2 separate regions of the Drosophila melanogaster genome follow, and region 2 is linked to region 1. The links are chromatin contacts, called in public targeted proximity ligation maps. All regions are on one chromosome and are shown on one strand. The core of a region is the stretch at or near the end of the contact, and the rest is flanking DNA. Distances in the headings are between cores, read along the strand shown.

Region 1 (3,732 bases), core at 513-3,012:
GGAAATTTTTATGTGTTATGTTGGTCTCGCAGAAATTCAATTGGTTGCTAGTAATTATTTTAATTTTTTCTTTAACAGAGAATTGCACAGGGATCGTTGAAGAAGGAGGAGGGCAAAAATATATCACAAAATGGTGCACGACGCAGTTGCTTTTCCTCGTTTTTCCTTCGTTTCAAGTGGCGAATTACGGTTTTTTCTGCAATATTACAGGATTTTTTTTCTTCTTTTTTCTTATGCACAACGCACACGACTGCGACGCTGCTGCTGAGCTGCGTCCTGCGGTTTTTCTCAGCTGCAAGAGGAAAACGCTGCCAGTTTTCCTTTTGCTTTCCTTTTTAACTCGTTTCTTATTAATCGCGGAGCGCACTAACACGACCGAGAGAGAGGGAGGGGAGCGCGGAAAAGTGATTACTTTATTATCTAGTTTAGTTAGCAAGGCGCTGACTGGGCTGACGATGACAGTTGTGGGTAATTGAAGCCAAAAACCAACGTGGATCTGATCCTCCAAACGCGAAGTGAAGTCTCCAAGCACTCTAACAGAAATGAGCGGACCTCGCAACGCTTGATGACTGCGACTGGCGAGCTAACAGAGCTCTGTTGGTGGCAATTTGGTGATGAGAGCGTGAGTCTGTCACTCAACTTCTCCGGTTGAAAGCAGTTAACAATACCAGGAGTATGTAGGATTGAAATGATCGAAATGATTATTATTTTCAATACATTAGCTATAAAAGAAACACTTATTTATATAAAATCGAATACAATGTTTGTTTAAAATTATTTTCAATTTGTATTTTCTCCTCTTGACAATAAAATCAAACGCAAATTGGACCGAAATGTATGTAAAATAAAATTCTTATCGTGACACGACGTAACATAAACTCATGGTCTCATCTCTAGCCCAAACGAGCGCTGTTAACGCAAAAAGAGCGTTGATTGCTGGTGTGGTGAGAAAGTGGTTAGGAAAGGGGAATGAAGGATGACAGGCTAAAAAGAAATCGCCAGTCAACGGAGAGAAGCCATGTAGGAAATAAATTAAATGTGAACCGAGCAAAGATGGTCGAAAATGCGTATTTCCAACGAAAAACACCACGCTATGTTAGCCCAACAGTGCAAAGTGCACACACAATAAGATTGTGGAAGGGGAACAGAGGGAGACAAGAGACAAAAGACCAATGCAACGATAGAGAGTCAAATTTATATCGAGTCCCTGCCAACAAACCAAAACTATTTCCGCTTACTGGGCGTTTCAAGAAACCTTCAAACGCGCTTTTAATAATCTTTATGGTTTTTCGTATGACTTTAAATTGGGCGACGACATAATTTCGACGACGCCATATTGTTCGCCAGCCCAAAGAGAGCTACAGCGTGTTAACAGCCGCAGAGAGCGAAACTGCGCTGCTGCGTCATCAATGCAAACTGCGCACTTTTTAAAAAAAATAATTTTAATATCAATTTCTATGCGTTCACCGAACGGGAAACAAAAGTATTAATGTAGAAATCGCCTAGCGTATGGCGATTGCTTTGTCTTCCCCAATAGTAATCTTTTTGATAACAGTGCCATATTGTGAAATGGCTGTTGGCTGGCCGTGGTGAGTATTTGCCGCAGTTTAACAGGCCTGAAATTTGGTTTTCCAAATCACCCTTACCAAGAGAATGTCCGTTTTGAGGTGCACTTTGTCCAATTTCATTACTGATGTTTCAGAACATTTGTAGTCTAATTTCGTGTTTTGTCCTTACTGAGAATGGAATGAAGCACAAAAGCTTAGTGTTGATTAGCTCTGAAATGCAGTGCTAATAAAAATTATACAGCACTGAAAATATGATTGCCCAGTTTTTGCTCATTACATTCTTTTTGTCTATTTTGTATATATCTAATAAATAATACTTAGAATGTTAAATACAATTTAGGAAATATTATTTTCAATAAATTCATGCATACATTTATTAAATATATATTAGAGGGTATCGTCAATCCGACCACGCTTTCACATCGAAATGTTATTTTGTTGCGATCACTCGCAAAGCAAATGTAAAATCAAAAGCAAATTAAAAAGTCAGAGTGGGGCTAAGAATTCGCTTAATTAGAGGTCATAGGCTCCAATGAGATCGTGTTCATATAAATAATATAAAATATCACTTACGATCCGTAGATAGATACCAGTTTGTAAAGTTTCTCGACAAATATTTCAGCTATCAAAGGTCGCACCTGCCTACGAAATTGGTTCTGCACTAGCCTTGTTGTGATGACAAACAAGCCAAAATAAAAAGCAATAAAGAAAAAAAACCAACCAAAAATAATAACAATTTAAATGAACAGACAGTAAAAATACGCTAGTGCTAACGAACTTTGTAAACTTAAAGGCAAGGTTGCAAGCAGAAAAGCTCCAAAATTATGCGAGACGTACAAAGGCAAACTTAAAAGCGAGCGATACTAAATACTACGTAGTATAAAGTCGCTGAGCGTTAAAAATAAAATATCAGACACGCAACAGCGACGGCTGCCAGCAGTGTTTTCTATAGAAAACGAAAATTATTTCCTGTTTTCAGCAATAACAACCGCGCGTGAGGTGGAAAACGAAAATATTGCCCTGCAGGCGGAGATAACAGAGTTGGGGGTGTCTAACAGTCGTGGTGAATCCGAAACGCATTTGGCCATTGCATTGCAGTTTGTTTACCATCACGTATTAGCCACAAACCTTATAGAGTATGTACATACACATACATACATGTGTATGTATTTATACGTATACCCCGTAGCTTGCCCCATGAAGTTAAAACGACGCAGTTGTAAGAGAAACCAAGACGAGGCGGAGATACAAAGGGGCCTCAAACAATGCGTAAAAAAGGTGATTGATAACAAGGTGCGCCTTACAAATGTTCACTGTCTGCCCTCCACGAGCAATACAGAAATTCGTTTAGACCTCCAATCCATACGAAATTCTCTGCGCTTATCTATTTAAATGCTCTGATTTGGGTAATAGATTTGTATAGATTTGTATGTATGTATGTACATTGTAGCAGAATTTAGCGAGACTTGCAGTATATAAACGTACATAATAATTCCCTTTTTATTGCTTAATAAAAAGAAGCAACTATCTACATAACTCTTCATTTACCTTTAATTTTAGCAATTTTTGGTAAAACATATTACTTATTTGTCACAGTGTCTATAATTATGCTGATACAATTGGAGCTACAAATAGAGGGTGAAACGTTTTTCGTGCACACAGTTGCACTTTATGTAAACATGTGGGCACACGCACAAGGTTGCGGAAGAAGAAAAAGAAGTGCATTGTGCAGTCGAAAAGGAGAAGGAGCAGAGAAAGAGGGCTAAAAGGACAACCATAGAATGAGGGAGCAGACAAGCTTGGTGTATTTTTGGCACACTATCGCCCCCTGTAGCTACCTCTCTTTCTCGCATTCGCTTATACCATTTCGCTGTGGTGCATTCAACCTGCTGGTGAGAGAGACAGGTGCACTTACAGTTCCTCGCGATCAACAGCTGTGTGAGTGATTGCGAATCGGGCAATTACTTAACTGCGTTTGCGAGATAGGGTATCTTAAATTAATATTGTTACAAAGTATTGGAGCTGATAGGATTTCATATTTTATTGTATAGTTTCTGTACTCCAAAATATTTATATTTTCTATAAGATAACTTTCAGTTGGAGCATACTAACTTTCGTATATGGTAACGTATAAACATGATCGTAACTAAATTTCGCGTAAAAA
Region 2 (3,732 bases), core at 802-3,301, 54 kb before region 1:
GGACATCCGAAGAGATTTATATTTATGTGAGGCAACTATGCGTCACAATAGACCCAGTCTGCTTAAATTAGAATCAGATATTTAGGCCGCCTCACTACTTATAGCAGTGCTCGGTATTCGACTTGTACTAGGGAAACTACGACGAGTAAATAAAGGAATTAAATCCTGTGCAGTCACCAGGACACCGGAAGGTGCCTGGTGTCGCTATCGCCGTCTCACTAAATACTTTATGAGGCCGAGGCGCCTTTGTAAATCTTCCCTTTTTTTTTCTTTTTGCCGTCTGGCTCCAACCAAAATAAACACAGCAATCCGGGACCCGGGACACGGATCCGTTGCATAGACAACGGCAAACACCCTAAAACCCATAAGAAAACACACACAACGGGGAGATGAATGACTGGCTGCCTGGCTGGCGGAACAAAAAGAGCAAGCAGGGCATCTCTGAAATGGGCAACAGGCTGGCCAAGAGACGCACTGAATGGCTGGGTGCAAAGTGGTCTGGCCAAGAGAGGTGGCGAAGGTGGCACGCCATTTGCCCGGCAATCAAATCAATGGGCAGGGGTTTTGTCCTCCAGCATGGTAGCATTAATCGGCATAAAGTACAATATCTCACACCCTTTCGAGTGCCGATGCGATTTCAATATCCATTATTCAGCCGCAGGTGGGGGCGGTGGTGGTGGATTATAGAGTGGATTGGTGGCACTCAAAAAAATATATTTAAAATTAGATTTAAAGAAAACTATAACTATTCTTTCCTAGATTCAATAATAATATATATTCAGCATTACCAAGTACCTTCTAGGATATACCTTCTGGATATATCTGTATTAGTACTAATTAAGTCTCTTGAGTTTATAATAGTATCATTGCATATGGAATTATTTAAATATTTCGTTGGTCTTAAAAAGGGATTGTACCTCTTATTCTACTCTTAAAAGTAAGTCTCATCGCAGTGTAGAACTTTGGCAAACACTGTTTGCATTATGCGCAGAACAGGACTCATCTCTGACCACAAGGACAACAAAGAGCCAGGAGCCGGTGAAGCGACAGGAGCGTCAGAGTTGCTGCGCTTTTCACTTTCCCATTTATTAATGAATTTATTGGCCCGCCTGCTTTTGATGCGCAAATGCATTTTCGCATTTATCCCTGAAACTGACGTTCGACGAAAGCAAGGGGGTGTAAATTAAATGGAGATACCGATGGCTTCCAATTGCGGGGGTGATTGGCCCAGGACGAACAAAGGGTAGATCCACGCATAACATTTATCATAGCTTTTGTTTTGGTTACAGCTCAGCTGCTTCCGTTTCCACAGCGACTCACAGTGGGTGGGTGTTTGACTGGTTGGGTGTTCGTCCTTAGATCCTGTCAGCTGTCCCACGAAAGAGCCGAACCTGCGTAATTAATAGTGCGGAAATTTGGTAATTCTCCGATTACAGCAGTCATTGCTATCTGCCAACGAACAATTATGGGCTGGGTTGGGGAAAAATGTACAGGAAGGAGTATAGAAAAAGTGACCTTTTTTGCTTGAAATGATTGCAATTTTATAGAAAGGTTGTAATTATAAGACAAAAATTATTGATATTTAAGATAGCGAAGTGTTCCTAATTAAGATTCTAAGACATCAAAAAGTTATAGTTATGAAACATTTCATAGGAACACCTAAAAATCAGTACTGTACTATAGTTTTGATACAAATAAGTTTAAATGTTCTTTTGGATGTTCGTGGATCTTCTTTTCTAAAAAAAAAGAAACACAAATATCAGCCTTAAAGGAGAATTTTCTTATATGAAATATATACTTATACCATAAATAATGGGAACGACAGAACGCAAAAGTAAGCAAACATAACTAATCCCGTTGGTGAAACCCACTATTAAGCCTCTTCTGCCTTATGGTGACTTTTATTGTTTGAAAATGTTTGCTGGGTGTTCTGCAACCGGTTTTTCTCACTGTGCTCTCTCTCTCTCTGTTTCTTTCGCCGCACTCGCATTGCTCATTCGCCGCATCGGCCCGAGTGTTTCGAGTATCTCGAGTGTTTTCAGTGCCGGCGCTCAGTTTCCGCTGAACATTCGAGGCGAACGGTTCGCTGTGTTTGGGCCTGCTTTCAATATTCCCCGATTTCCGGACTCGATTCGATCCAATCCGAGCCAAACCAATTCGAGATACTCGGCGCTGAGCTCCATTCGCGATTTTTGAGTTCTGTGGCCATGTGAAGTGCACGCATCTCGAAGTGCCAAAATAAGTTCTGATAAAGCCTTCAAAACGATAACCAGCCTTATTCAATTATGTTTGTGCCAAGAACTGTGCTCTAGTTACGCGATTTGCAAGTGAAATCCGACGGCAAAGAAATTCTGCGGTAAATGTGGTTCCCCTAAAATAGCAAGAAGTGTAGATCGCTTGTAAACATTGTTATTTACATTTTTAATTTATATAACGGTTAAGCATCTTCTTATTGCTGCCGCTGCTACTGTTGTTACTGTTGTTGTTGTTGTTCTGGTTCTGGTGGCTGGGGATGCTCCCCTAGCTGCTGGCTGTCTAACCCGTTTATATCTTTTACTCGACTTGGCAAACTGCACACGCACATACAGACAATGCATCAAGTTGCTGTTCTGGCGCATCCAGCAAATGCACAGCGAAAAAATAGCATGTGATCGATCGTATAAATCAATGTTTATAAATTAATGAGTAAATATACGAAATTCAACACGCAATTTCAATTCTGTGACAATATTTACAAGTGACAACTGATACGATTAGATATCGAACTGCTATTTTTCCTTGTGTATCTTTAAGATACACGTTCTTGCCGCACACACCTTCTGTCGCTTGTGTTTCCTTATTGACTTCGCCCCTGCCCCATGGCTCCTACCCCTCCCCCTACCTCATTCCTCTTCCTTGGGGCAATGTTTATTTTTGTTTGCTCGCCCAGCAAGCGGGAAAAACAAGTTTTTCTCTTTGAAACCAAAACAACAACCACAGCAGCAGCAGCAACTGCGACGCAACTCTTGGCTCGCTTTGCTTTTGGAAAATACTTGGGGAAAAGTTCAAGTGAAGACAACTGTTGCATTCAAAATACCAAAAAAAAAACCAAAAGCACTACAAAATAAATATATACATTCATGTGGAAGTGTCGGTTATGGGTGAGAGCGGAAAATGCGTTAATTAGCGGATAAAAATGCATATGCCAGTGACTCGAATTAAGTCGTTAATCAAACGCCGGGACGAGATCGTGTGTAATTAGCAAATGTCGTGACATATGCAAAAGTAAAAAGTGCCAAAAAAAAAAACACCAAAGAAATGTCAACGCATGTGAAAGTTTATTTTTTGTAAAAAGAAAAACAAAAGTGCTCGTGTGACATAAATAATTAATTTTTAGTGAGGCGATAAAGAAGCAACGCCAGCGAATAACCAAATTGTCATGCAACAAGTGTTTGCCACATGTTCGCTGTGTTTTTTCCTGTGTTTCATGTAGAATTTCCAGCATTCCGCTCTCCCCAGAACAATATCAAAAAACGAAAACATAACCCACGATAAAAACCGCTGTTCTGTTCTGTTCTGTTCTGAATCACTTGCCTATATATAATATCCATTATATGTTATGTTACATATGTGCATATCTCACAGAGAGCCGCGACCCAAATAGGGAGTAACGAGAGCATCATGGGCTTCTCATCAGCCCTCCAAAGTCGCGCCGCCCACGAGGCGCTGATCGTCCGCCAGGATGCCGAACTC

The links.
Region 2: a targeted proximity ligation map of the Kc167 cell line shows a contact between it and region 1, with 6 times the contacts expected there. A contact is called at or near these places in 52 of 107 Hi-C or Micro-C datasets (the Clone 8 cell line, the D17-c3 cell line, the Kc167 cell line and 19 more) and 6 of 7 datasets of targeted methods (the Kc167 cell line and the S2 cell line).

What each region holds. Positions count from the first base shown.
Region 1 is chr3R:9,338,684-9,342,415 of dm6, reverse strand. drn (doctor no) reads right to left here and starts at 1,762. Exons shown (of 5, transcript NM_001275480.2): 1 at 1,647-1,762. lncRNA:CR43301 (long non-coding RNA:CR43301) reads left to right here and starts at 2,424. Exons shown (of 1, transcript NR_048352.1): 1 at 2,424-3,732.
Region 2 is chr3R:9,392,865-9,396,596 of dm6, reverse strand. It overlaps FER (FER tyrosine kinase), which reads left to right and starts at 2,051. Exons shown (of 13, transcript NM_169274.2): 1 at 2,051-2,356; 2 at 3,625-3,732. The coding sequence starts at 3,661. It also overlaps asRNA:CR46145.